Regions from separate parts of the Mus musculus genome. Here all the other regions are linked to region 1. Evidence: chromatin contacts called from public HiChIP or PLAC-seq data. All regions are on one chromosome and are shown on one strand. The core of a region is the stretch at or near the end of the contact, and the rest is flanking DNA. Distances in the headings are between cores, read along the strand shown. Region 1 overlaps Auts2 (autism susceptibility candidate 2). Region 2 overlaps Auts2 (autism susceptibility candidate 2). Region 3 overlaps Auts2 (autism susceptibility candidate 2).

Region 1 (4,416 bases), core at 1,349-3,848:
ACATAAAATGTTTCTATACTCTGGGTGCAAAGGGCAAAACTCTATTTTTATTTGGTTCAATTTGTTAGTGGTGCCCTCAGTCACAACACTGCTCAGTCACCTGATACCAAGTTTATGTCCTCATTCGCTGTGTGAAGACAGAGAAACAGATATACTTAAGAGGATGGAGAGAGAACTCTGTAGTTACACCTTATGAATACTGTGTGCACAGTGGATGCGAGCTCAGTTCTTAGCACCTACAACAGGAATTTACAACATCTGTAACTCCAGCTCCAGGAATCTGACTCCCTCTTCTGGGCTGTATAGGCACTGATACTGCTGTATACATATTAACCCACCAAGGCACACACATTCACATAATTAAAAACAAGAAGAATGAATTTAGAAAAAAACCTCAAAGGTACATTTTATTGCTTACTATTAACAGTTCTACTCTGTGCACATTAATTATGTCATTTGGTTGAATATTCACAACTCTATTTGGCGGGTGGTGAAGTAGAAACAGAAATATCAAACACCCTGCCCAAGGTCACACGGCTAGTCACATGAATCATTCTGCCGCTTCGGACTTCATCACACATATTTCAGAGTGAAATTTTGACTGCATGTCTCAGAAGGAAAGAGATCCAGAACTGTTTAAATCAAAACAGAAAATGTATTCAGTGAGCTGACGTTTAAAAAACAAAAAAGAAAACCTTATACACACTCCAACAAGTTTCAGTACGCTTGCCAAAAGGGAAAGAAAAACCCAGCAAATTGATTCCAAGTTGCCTATAATTTCATTTATATTTAGAATATGAGCTGAGCAGGGTATGCGTATGCAATGAGAGAGAGAGAGAGAGAGAGAGAGAGAGAGAGAGAGGGAGGGAGTGTGTGTGTGTGTGTGTGTGTGTGTGTGTGTGAGAGAGAGAGAGAGAGAGAGAGAGAGAGAGTATGTGTGTGTAATACTCATGGTATTCAAAGCCTCCCCCAAACGTGCAAAGTTTGTTCCAATCCTTCTCTATTTTGCCTACTTTGAGAATCCTTTGCAATCTGCTTATGTAAATAGTGCTCTTCACTGCTGTTCCCATCTCTCAAATCTTCTGCATAGATTGGAAAACTGACAGACCTAAGCAGACATCTTTGGAACACAAAACCAGGAAGACATAAACAAATATCACCGGATCAAAAACAAAGGTTTCTTCAAAGCCCTTCAGCAAAGTGAGACAGATACAGCTGAAGAACTGAGAGGCAAATGCAAGCACTCTTGGATTAGCCCAAGAATGGGCAACTGCAGGTAACAACACATACCTCACCTGCATGCAAATACAGACTCCGTGATGCATGGACTACAGTATCAGTTTCATGAACAAGGACAACTTCTGGGTTTTCACCTTAGTTTACTAAAATCTCCACTATAGGACAGGGGAGCAAACAGAAGGTTCTGGAGGGAGGAGGGATACTGAAGCAAGGGACAGTGTTTAAAAACGAAACAAAACAAAACAAAACAAAACAAAACAGTTCTTCCTTGTTCAGCTAAAGGTAGGGAAACTTAGTCTTTTCAAATTCAACAGTCCATGATTTAATGATAAGGATTAGCTCATCTGTGGTGATTTCCACATTTCAAAGAGTTGTCAAAGGCAATTAATGAGAAAACAAACAAACAAACAAAAAAAAAACAGTATGGGACTCAACCTGATAGTGACTCACCTTCATTACAAACTTAGTGAAGCCGTTCTCATAAAAGGACCATGAGCACAACATAAACACTGTATCTCAAGTTGGGGAAGAGGGGCCAATCACAGAAACTGTAAATACATTACTTCCATTTAAAAGCAAGAGACTCGCCAACGTGGAAGTCAGTCCCTGAAATCGAGTACTACACGTGATGCCGTTGGACTGACACTGGAAACAGAGCCCGGCTTTGATGAGGGCTTGGCAACTCCACTAAGGATTTTGCAGGGTGATAACGGAACAATGTGGGATTGGAAACACATTCCGCAGAGGGGCATTTTTATCATAGCTGAGAGCGGGACAGACATCTGGTACTCATCTTCTCCATGTACGCTAATAACACGACAGCTCTTGAGATAAGCAAAGTAAGTTGATTTTACCAAGGCAACTTTTACAAAATGAGTAAGTTTTATAAGCGAAGCAAAGTTGACCCAGCACAAAAAAACAAACAAACAAAAAAACAAAAAACAAAAAACAAAAAAAAAAACCCAAAAACAAAAAACCCTTCCAAATCCTAATCAAGGATTCGCTAGTTATCAAATATGTCATTAAGTAATAAAAGCATTCCAAGAACTAAGGAGGTAAAAAGCAAAACAAAATGTGGATTCTGATTCCTGAAGTGACACCCTTCTTTCAGGGTGATCACACTGACAACATAAATGACAGTAGAATGTTCAGGCTGTAACTGAACGTGGTGAAGGTGGTGGCTTCGGCTCTATTTCTGAAAGGGAGGTGGGGTGAGGATAGAGAGCATGGAGGGCAGGCACCGCAGCCTGCAGATCTTACTTCCAGCATCGCAACCCACACCCAGCCTGGTGTGAAGAGATGGCAGATGGGACGACGTCTGTTCTTTCAACTGCTAAAGCAAGACACGGAGCGTATCCTGCTTCTTCTGTAAGCATGAATATTCAGGCCCGCTGCGCAGAACCACCATCAGTGTGCTAACTGTATGATGCAGGGCCAGAGGAATCCTTAGCATTCTCCTTGGATTATAGTTCAAGACGAAGTTAGTGGGACCAGGTGAGGGTGCCTTTTGGGCCAAATTTAGGAAAGACTTGATATTCACTGAAACGATGCTGATTTTCATAATTCAACCAGAAATGCAGTCAGAGAAACGAGTCACAAGAAGACTGATTGGCCATGTTAAGAGGACAACGTTAAGAGCAGCTGAACTGAATGGGTGTTTATTGGCTATGGTTGGTAGCATGTGTTCTATCTTGCGTATTATAGTATCAAGCGTTACTTCAGAACACAATCAAGTGCCTGTAAGTACTAAAATACACAGTGCTATGCCATCTTGTGTAAATAGTTGTGGTTTGTAATTCTTCCTCATTTATACCATGAGAAGGAATACTAAACCCACAAAGGATAATTTTGTTATAAAAAATGCAATGAAGCAACCATCTCTCTGTCCTTGAATGAAAGATAGTGTAATAATCCCAGAGGTATATTTCGTCCATCCCCTCCCCTCCCCTAAGAACAAAGTGTAAGGACCAGAACACATATAATGCATCTGTATTTGCCAAACTGTGGAGTGTGGTGATTGCTGGCTTAAAAGCCAGATACAGCTACCAACCAAGTACAAGGAAAACACTACTGGAATGCCATCTCCCCTCACAGTGAAATAACAGAAACAGAAAAGCAAGTCACTGTGCACACTGAAGCTCTTTTGAGTACTTAGAAGAAATCAAATAATTCCATATGTAATCTGACTTCCAGCAATTATGGAATTGGGCTGGCAAGGGCAATCATGTGTCCCCCCTATCTCCTAAACGTGCTAAGTTCCCCACCGAGGCAGATGCCTCCTGATCCTTAAGGCCCAACAGGTTAAACCCTTTAGAAATAAGACAATCCTCAACGACAGGGCAGAAATCAGTGAGCTCGTTAGGGGCAAGAGGGATTCCTCGGGTGTCATTTTTTCACACTGTAATGAGGGTTTGTTATACGAGCGAACTGATGGCAAGAGGAGGCGCGCAGGTGGAAGTGGAGATGGACTTACGAAGTAGCCTGTCCCCAAGCTGGAAGGAGCTGAACTCTGTAAAGGAAGCACAGAGACAGAGCACAAAAGTCAGTGGCCATTTTTAGCATGTTCCCATCCACACAGCTCATTACCAACCCTTTGTGAGTTTTTCATCACACATCACATGCCCGAGTCCGAGACCCCTTGTCGTCTGCTGCTGATACACACACAGTATTGCTTGATTTTTCCCTTTATATCTCTCAGCGACTCAGAGATGCTAACGTGCTATTTACTAGATTCTGAGCTTCTGCGGTGGACGTAATTGCCAATTTATTTGACAGGCAGCTGGGTAATGAATTAATGATGGCATTTCGCCCTGCACTGAGACTAAACAGGCACGTGGCAGCCTGCCTCCCCGATTTCCTGACATTCAAGGCCCGGGTCTCAAGCTATTTGGTTTTGTGGCCGCAGAGAGGCAGGCAAGAGGAAAAAAAAGCCCAGACTGACTTGAAAATAAAAAGCCCAATGGGTTTGGATGACTTTTTGGTATATGACCTACTTGCTAGTTTATTCCCCAAAGGCTTTGGTTTAGCACACACTTGGCACTGTGCAAAAATTAGACATTTTGTAAACATAATTAGTTGACTAAAATGCAAAGAATCCGTGGGTGGAGGGAAGCAGTTTTTCTCTCAATAATATCAATTCAGACTGCCATAGCGCTCACACAGTGAACCAACTGAAAA
Region 2 (4,416 bases), core at 1,218-3,717, 430 kb before region 1:
TATCAGTTAAGAGTGCTTGCTACTCTTGCAAAAGACCTGAATTTGGCTCTCAGTACCCTTGTCAGGCAGATCACAACTGCCAGAAATTCTAGATCCAGGGAGATTCAATGCCTTCTTCTGGCTTCCATAGGTGTATACACACACACACTTAAGTACATAAACAAACAAAATCTTAAAACATTAAAAGCTGGTCTAAGAGGAAAAAAAAGCCATCAAAGTTTGCAAACTTCTTCTTCATAGTCTTCAGGTAGGTTTTGCTTAGGTTTGTTTTTTCTCTTTCGAAGGCCTACACTTCCTCTAGATCTTTAAGCACAGAGGTACTCATCTCAAAGATCTGTTTATTTCAAATGTATTTATGTATACGTGTGTCTGTGTATATATCCGCTCATGATAGAACACACTGACCTTCAGCAACTTTGGGGCTGTTATTTGGTTTATACTTATAAGTCATAGTCCATCAGTTGAGGGGAGACAGGGTGGGAACTCAAGCAGGATGATGGAAAGGAGAAGGAAGACACTACTCAGTTAGCTTTTATATACATCCCAGGACTATCTGCCTAGGGAAAGCACTGTCTGTATTAGGCCGAGATATTCCTCTCATATTACTCTAGGCTGTGTCAAGCTAGCAATTCAGGCTGACCAGTGCACACCCCTAAGTCACACATCCTGGAGCAATGACTGACTGGTGATCTAGCTCTAACCACCTTCTCTAGACAGCAGAGCAGTCAGGACAGAAGGCTGGCATTTGCAGAGATGGCAAGGGCTTTCCCTTGAATAGAGGAAAGCCCCACAGGTGCCCACCTTCAGGGAGATATTGTTAGAGAGGAGCCCAGGCTATTAGACTTCCTTTCAAGGCTGGAATCACAAGAAGTCAGTTAGGGGCTGAAAGGATTCTAATGTTACCCAGAGCCCTCATCATACCATGGCTACCTCTGGGTGGTCTTCTTTGTCCCTGTTCTCTAATGGAGAGCCTGTATCTGGGCACAAACATTCTCTTATTTTTTAAGAGACATATTTCTTTTACTTAGGTTAGTCTGCAGGTAGGAGGTTATGTATATCATCTCTGTGCAGGGAGGGGAGGCCAGAGGTGGCACTGGGTTCCTCTGGAACTGGAGTTCCAGGTAGTCATGAGCCACTCTGTGGGTGTTGGGAACCAAACTCAGGTCCTCTGCAAGGGTACTAAGCACTCTTAACTGCTAAGCCATTTCTCTAACACATCTCTGCTCTTAACCTTGGGTCTTGAGACTTCCTTTGTGACCGTTAACAACCCTGCCACTCTCTCTCTGACCAGTCCTGCTGCCCAACTGAAGACATTCTCAGGTCTCTCTAGTCTAAGTTTGCAGGGAATTTTTCTTGCTTGGGGAGTATGTTATTCTAATGACATGAGCTTTTACTCTGGACCACAAACCAAACCAAATGAAACCCAAAACCAGAGTTTGAAAACCTAGCTCAGGACCCAGAGCCTAGAACATGCTTGCTATTAGCAGGAACTAATAACAATGCTGTACTCTTCACATCCCCAGTGGACTCAGATAAATGGAATCAAGAAGTCTCAAGGCAGAGAGAAGCTAGTTTTCCTTTTCCTTATGGAGAAATATCTGCATTAAATACATTACATATCTTCTGGTGAGAGATATTTCTAATATCACTCTGCCATTTCTACTGGCCCCAGGCTTTCATTACGATCACTGGATATTGCTGCAAAAAGGCCTAACTGACCTTTGCCTATGCGAACCAAGAGTCACGCACACTCCTGGTGAAGAAGATGGACTTGCCATGAACTTGATGCTTAGCTGAGGATGACCTTGAAGTTCTGATCTTTCTGCCTCCACAAATGTGTCCTGCTACCATGCTGGGGATGGAAGCTTAGGCTTCCTGCATGCTAGGTGAGCGAGCAATCACCTCAGCCTCTCTCCAGACATTTAATGTGTGTGCATACACGCACTCACACACATGCACAGGTATATGCATGGTATATGCACACATATACCATGGAGTCTTCTTATGCCACCCTGTCCTCAGACCCAGGTGCATTATTTCCTTCCCACTACACAGGGCTGTACTCTGTGTTATCTACTGAAAGTCTGGGAAAAACAGAAAGAAGAAAAAGGCCTCATGTCTACTCACAGTGGAGGCTGTTCTAAGACAGCCACCATGGTTGCCTGGAAAGGACCAAGTAGATGGTCTGAAGTCGCACTGTGAGGTTGGCCAGTCTCCTGTCTCGAGGGCAGGGAGCAACGTGTGGGATCTATAGGTGAGCTGCCTGGCAGTTTGGCCCTGCAAACCACTGGCCTCTGGGCCCCCTGCCAGGCTGCCTTTGCTGCTGCCAGGGGAAGTGATGTGTTCTGCAGGAGAGTGCCAGCTGGCGGGCCTTTCTCCCCAGGGGGCAAGCCGTAAGCACAGATTACCAAGGACTTTGTTCAGTTCTGCCGCGGACTCCCCAAGGAGAGGCACATCACAACCCCGCATCAGCACTAATAGGCTGTGATGTGTCAGACTGGGGCTAAGCAGGCCAGCGGGGGTGGCAGGGCATGGGAGCAGAAGAGAGGACAAAGGCCCCGCCTCCTCCACAGCCAGCAACTGGCTCAGAGCCCTGAGCCAAGCAGGAAAATGATCTCTCTATGGCAGACTTCACTCTACACAGGCAGAGTAAGAGGAATACCTCCGAAGTGCACACTGCCTATCCACACTAGACACCGACTCCTATTCAGCCCCGTCTCAGACATCCCCAGAGCCTCCTGCAATTTCAGAAGGGCAACTAAAACTTTCCTTTGCTTCATTTCAAGGGCCTGTGGACTGTGAAGTCACATGGACTGCCACATTCGAGACGTTGTCATGGAGACAGTGGTGGCTGCATCACTGATGTTGGTCTCCACTTTCATAAAAAAAAAAAGTCATTTAAATTTTTATGTATAAGACCAGTTCATTAGACTGAGAAATTAAATTGATCATTTCTTCCCCCCCCCCCCCCCCAGTTCACCCAGAGGAATTTCTGAGAGAACTATAGATTAGCATATGTGGAAGTTGGGTGGGATTTTGGCAACACAATTGGCTGTGGGAGGACAGGTAGTTTTTGTTTTGTTTTTTGTTTTTTTCCAGCCATTTTTAATCTCTGACCTGAAACTAATCTACATCAAAAACCAAAGATGGTTTCCTTCACTTGCTTAAGTCCATGGCTAGTCTGCTATCCAGCTGACCAATGATGATTGCAGCCTGTGTTTGGGATGTGTTATGGCTCATATAGAGACTGGTAACTCTGCCACTTTCCAAGGGACCACTTGGCCAGTGATCTAAAACCCAGCGTGTGTGAGTGCGTGTTAATGCAGGGCTATGGGTATGGAACACCCAGACAGGCCATCCAACCAAGCCGAATCTTCCTACAAAGGCCTCCGATGGTTGACTAGAATACTCCAAGGAACCGAAGAGATTACTTTCTTATATCGATCAGTGTGTGTGAGCGCTTGCGAACCGTGTGGCGTGTGGAGCTCACGCCTGGGTATGGAGGCCTGAGGCTGGTTATAGGTGTCTCCCTCAATTGTCTCATTTTTTTGAGACAAAGTCTTTCTCTGAAAGTTGGCTTACTGATTGGCTGTGCTGGAGGACCGGTGAGCCCCAGCAATCTGGCTAGCTGTGCCTTTCCAGCACTGTGCCCAGTGTTTCCCCTAGGTCTGGGGATCTGAACCAGGCTCCTCAATGTTTGTACTGCAAGCCCTTTGTACTCACTGAGCCATCTCTGCAGCCCAGCTTCTCTTGCATGTACAACTCCTGCATTTTCTTTTCCTTCCTGTTTGTAAACCCATTGCTACTGTCCTTGCTCTGACTATGGCCTCTATGCCCTGTAGAGTTAGCAAGAAGCTCTCTCTCCCTGCTGGCTCTCTGTACACCTCTGGGGTCAACACCGCCACTATGGGACTTAGCTGGCCCAACAGCCCTCGTAAGCCCTCCCTGTCAGCTCTTGTGGGGTCCTGCCTTTGATGTCCTCAGCTTGGGAAGAGACTTAATGAGTTCTCACCAGGGTTGGTCCTTAACAAAACACACCTAACACAATACCCCCACACACATCTCCTTTCGTAATACCCAGGCAAGCTGTCATGAGAATCCACTGAGACAGTCTGGGCAGCAAATATTACTTGAGTCTGGAAAGGGGATGAAGTGTCTTTAAGGAAACACACACACACACACACACACACACACACACACACCCCTATGCTTGGATATATGTATGTGTCGTCTCCAACCTTTTTTTCCTCTTGCTATTCCAGGGCTTGTCTTTAATGAGCAGCTCCAAATGACAGCTTTAATCACTGCCTCTGGCCACTGAAAGAGGCTGCTAATGACAGGAAAGAACACAGGGCCATTTGCATCAATCAGCTCCAGTCTAAATCACTTTTTATGATAATGCACCCAAGCGAAGAA
Region 3 (4,416 bases), core at 1,256-3,755, 410 kb before region 1:
GAAAGAAGAGCCAGGTTAGGAGCCTTTAAAAATATTGACACATAGAAGCTGGCTCTGTTGGCAAAGCAGTGTCATTTGAGACTAAGGACCTCATTTAGATTAGCAAAACACATGTGAAAGGCTTAACCTCAGATCACCTGGCTGCTCTTGTCCCCATAAACTCAGGTCACCTGGGTACTCTTGTACCTATTACCTCAAGTCACCAGTTACTCTGTTGCCTATTACCTCAGATCACCTGGTGCCCTTGTACCTATAACCTTAGGTCACTTGTGTGCTTGTCTCTTAGACCTAAACCCTAGGCCACCTGCGTGCTCTTGTGCCTATAGCCTCAGGTCACCTGCATGCTCTTTTACCTAGAGAGCTGCAAGGCACCTGGAGAGGTTCTCAACCAGAGACACACGTAAGCAAGGCTCTTTCCCCAGCTGCTCTTGTCTCAACCACGAGGAAGGTGGACTTACAGCTCCAACGTGCTCCAGCTGTGCAAGCTTGAAAGCCCACACAGTACCAAAGACACACCACCACTATCACTGGCCTAGTCTTAATGAAGCGACAGGCAATTTCACTGTCGTTACCTCACCCCACCCGTGCCATGAAGCCCTGGGACAAGAGGCATTCCCAGATAGTCCTGCTGAAGAAGCAAGAAATAGAAGTCGAGGCAAGGGATGGCATGAACAGTAGAACAGAAAGTGCTCCTCATCATTATCAGTCAATTTGAAACCCAAAGATGGCCAAAACTCTGAGGGCTTCTCATGAGCTGGGCTAACAGGAGTCCCCAAACTGACACTCAAGATTACACCCTCCCCCACAATCACTGGAAGCAAATTATGTAATTATATTTTGAGTAGAGCTTTCTCTCCAGTTTTCTCCAATTCTATAGCTTCCCACAAGTAAAAAAAAAAAAAAAAAAAAAAAGCACCAACAACCCTTTAGAAGAGGAAAGTAAACACTATACTGCCAGAGAAGCAAATAACAACTCTCTAATTACCAGATTACTCCCCAACCAAGGTAAATACCTTCACTCTTTAGAGATCCGTAATCTGAAAGCTGGCCGTCCCTGAGCTATCCAACGCCTCCGACCGAACAGCCCAAGCCCCAGATTTTCAAGATGGAAACTCTAGGAGGGTAAAACGCACTCTTGAACGGCCCCTCCCCCTCTTCCAGGTTCATTCTCACCGAATTCTGGAAAACACCCATCCTACTTCATGCTACTACCTGAGAGCCCTGGGCATCTCTGGATTACCTGATAAGTTCATTTGGATTTTTTTTTTTATGAGGCTCAAATTAGCTGCAAATCAAAAGTCTAGCTTGTCCCAGCAGGGTACAGAGCCTTTACAGAGAATTCAGCTCTACTTCTGTTACTCCAGCAAGGTACCCATATTTATTTAAACCTACTGGTTACTTATCCATTAAATGGGTTTCTTAACCATCACATTGGTTATTTAATTCCTACCCCCATGGTTCCCCCTAGAAATAAAAAGTGCACTATAATTATATAAACTCTTAATTAAACTGAAGAATTCAGTTGCCATTACCCGTCAGTAATTCCACTCAATTAGGACAATAGACTTCCATTTATTACTGAACTCCTAATTGCTACTCATTTTCCTGGGTAGTAACTGCCAGTCCTATCAGACGATCCGCTTAAAGAAAATCCTGCTACAACATATATATTTCAATCCGGGATGGGGGTGGGGTGGGGAGGGGAGGTGAATCACATAGCCCTTACTAGTTAGGAGCTAGGTCCTCTTCTGCAGCCCCGAATGACTCCTAGGCTTAGAAATCCGAAGGCTGATGCCTCAGGCTGCCTGCGATCCACTGACTCCAGGAAGACTCAGCCACAAAGGCAGACCATTATCCAGGTAGGCGAGAGAATCCCAAAACCAACACGAAAGGAAAGAGAACTCAGAAACAATAGCACTTCATACAGTTCCTGAATTTCCAAAGACCAAATTCAAAGTCTCCAAGGAAGAGGCATTTCAGATCCGGAGATCCAAGGTAGATATTGGATTTGTCGCGGGAACCACTTGGGTCCTGGAACACTGAAGATAAGGGTTCGTAAGTGGCAGCGTAGGGGTACCTTCGCAGGGATCAGCCAGGCTTCACCTTCCTAGGCAGGTCCAGTGCGCTGAGGACGCAGAATCCTGCATTGGACTTGCACAAGTCCTGCCGTGGAACCGACTTTCAAATAGGTGTGCGGCGACTAGATGTGAGCCGGTGAGCGACCTACTCACAACTCCGGGACAGCAGGGGCTCCGGAGCGGCACGACCCTAGTCCGCAGACCAGCCAGGCTCTTGACGCGCCTCGACCCGCCTCCTCATGATCCTCTTTCCAATTAGCCCAGAAACCTGCAAACCGGCCGTCGACTAGCAAAGACACCCGCGGTGGGGAAACTTGACAATTTATTCCTGAGACCCGGGGGAGGTCACCCGCAGTGCACCAGCTGATTGGCTGCAGCGAAGGTTGCAGCGGTCGCAAAGCAAAGGCAGAGAGAGCGCGCACAGCTTCTGTTCCCGGTCGGCAATCCCAGTGGGCTAGGCAGGGGTATATAGGCAGCTCTGTAGCCAGCGGGGAGGGGGTGGCTTGGTGCACGTGACATGGAGGCTGTCCTAGGCACAACAGCCCTCAAACAGCAAACAGCTTCTCTATCCGGATTGGGTGGCTGCTTGGGTTTTTAGATGTCAAACTCTGAGCCCTCAATCCTGCTCTCTATCTCTCTCTCTCTCTCTCTCTCTCTCTCTCTCTCTCTCTCTCTCTCTCTCTCTCTTTCTCTCTCTCCCCTTTCTTAATTTCTTTTTCTTTTTTCCTGGTTTACTGACAGGGTCTCGGGTAGCTTAGGCTGGCCTCTAGCTTACTGTGTTGCCAATGCTAGCCTTGAATTCCTGATCCTCCTGCCTCCATCTCCAAAATGCTGTGACTATAAGCATGGACACCATGCCTACCTAGCTCAGAAGAGAACAAAGCTTTATCTCTGATTTTCTATCACAGAAAGGGAGACAGAAGATGAAATGGAGGAGACTAGAGATGAGTGGGAGGTGGGCTCAGGCCTGCCTTCCTTCTGCCTTCCCTCCCTTCTGTTTCTCCCTCATTTCTCATTTTGGGGGTAGGGTGGGTGGGCAGGGTGTCCTGTGCCCTACGCCATCTTGGAACTTTCGTGTAGCTAAAGATGACCTTGAGCCCTGGCTCTCCTGGGTGCCAGGAGTACAGAGTGTGCACCCTCACACCTGGTTTACGCAGAGCCGATAGGCAAACGTTCTATACCAACTGAACTACATCTCCAGAGGACCCCAGCTGCCCTTGGTGCTGCCTTCCCCCAAAGAGCATTTACAGCCTTGTCCCAGACGTATGGGATACGGAATGCACTCAATTACTGGTGTCTATTCCACAGTAAATCAGAGAGCCTTGTCTGCATTCTATACACTAAGAAACTAAGCTTGGGATACTTCTGTGACTTCCATTCCCTGAGCCAACAAATCAGAATGGACACACAGAGGCAAGCCTTTAATCACAGACTGCAGCCACATTTCAGTGTTCCTTGACCGAGGGTGTGTGTGGAGGATGGCTATTCCACACAGCATTATCTCTGTGCAGGGAACTCACAGCCAGGGGAGAATAGCAGAAGCCATGGAGGATGCTGCTTTCTGACCCATTCTCAGTCACTTGCTTAGGTAACAAGAGACTTACACAGCCCAGGACTACCTACCCAAGGAATGGTGCTGTCTCTAGGGAACTAGAGCCCTCTTACATCAATTAGCAAGAAGACAACCCCTCACACTTCAATCTGATTGGACATTCCTTCCTTCTCCGGTGTCAGGTTGACAGTTAAAAGCTAAGACAAAGGTACTATATTGCAAATGATACCAAGCCCCTAACAGTGGTGACAAAGTGGCTAGTCACACTTCTTGTAGTCTATCCACTCCATTTGGGAGATTCTTACTGCCTGGAGCTACATCAAGGTTAACGAGCTCATCCACCCCTGTCTCCCAGTGACTCAAGGTGTCTCCCTGTACCCTGAATGCACAGACAAGAGACTCCAGTCCTCTGGTGCTACCTGGATTTGGAATACGAATAGGCAGGGCTCAACACTAGGGGCACCGTGCTTGTCATCTTCCTGGACAGGCTGGTGAACTTGCTGATGACTGCTAGCACAAGACACTTTCTTCAAGCAAGGCCTCTGGATCAGCAGCACCCAGGAACTTTTATCAGCCATGACAAATACCGGGCCAGACCTCCTCCTACCGAATCAGAAGCGGTAGAGGTGAGACCCAGCCGTCAGTTCTCAGGAGGATGCCAGGAGGTACTGGCGCAAGCTCAGGATAAAGAAATTCAACTCCAAGTGCTACTTTCTGGGGTCACACGTGAGAACAAAGGAAAAGGCCAGGTTGGAATCTGAGCAAGTCACCACTGTGCATCAAGAA

The links. HiChIP or PLAC-seq counts read pairs in DNA pulled down with a chosen protein or histone mark.
Region 2: a contact with region 1 is called in an H3K4me3 HiChIP or PLAC-seq map of forebrain, with 4 times the contacts expected there. The contact joins two enhancer-like sites. A contact is called at or near these places in 3 of 115 datasets of contacts at active chromatin or transcription factors (embryonic basal ganglia, embryonic midbrain and forebrain) and 1 of 9 other capture datasets (embryonic trunk).
Region 3: an H3K4me3 HiChIP or PLAC-seq map of forebrain shows a contact between it and region 1, with 3 times the contacts expected there. The contact joins two enhancer-like sites. A contact is called at or near these places in 1 of 484 Hi-C or Micro-C datasets (erythroid progenitors) and 5 of 115 datasets of contacts at active chromatin or transcription factors (bone marrow-derived dendritic cells, embryonic basal ganglia, embryonic forebrain and 2 more).

What each region holds. Positions count from the first base shown.
Region 1 is chr5:132,027,278-132,031,693 of GRCm38.p6, forward strand. It overlaps Auts2 (autism susceptibility candidate 2), which reads right to left. Exons shown (of 20, transcript NM_001363480.1): 4 at 3,713-3,748. Among named protein-coding and RNA genes, the nearest start is that of 4930563F08Rik, 150 kb to the left of the region's middle. Within about 2 kb of position 2,599, at least 24 of the 459 cell types and tissues checked have an H3K27ac peak or open chromatin away from gene starts, as enhancers often do. A contact at or near this core is called in forebrain, where this site is marked.
Region 2 is chr5:131,598,129-131,602,544 of GRCm38.p6, forward strand. The region is part of intron 5 of Auts2 (autism susceptibility candidate 2); the gene reads right to left. Among named protein-coding and RNA genes, the nearest start is that of Gm29681, 190 kb to the left of the region's middle. Within about 2 kb of position 2,468, at least 134 of the 459 cell types and tissues checked have an H3K27ac peak or open chromatin away from gene starts, as enhancers often do. A contact at or near this core is called in forebrain, where this site is marked.
Region 3 is chr5:131,614,231-131,618,646 of GRCm38.p6, forward strand. All of the region lies in intron 5 of Auts2 (autism susceptibility candidate 2), which reads right to left. Among named protein-coding and RNA genes, the nearest start is that of Gm29681, 200 kb to the left of the region's middle. Within about 2 kb of position 2,506, at least 65 of the 459 cell types and tissues checked have an H3K27ac peak or open chromatin away from gene starts, as enhancers often do. A contact at or near this core is called in forebrain, where this site is marked.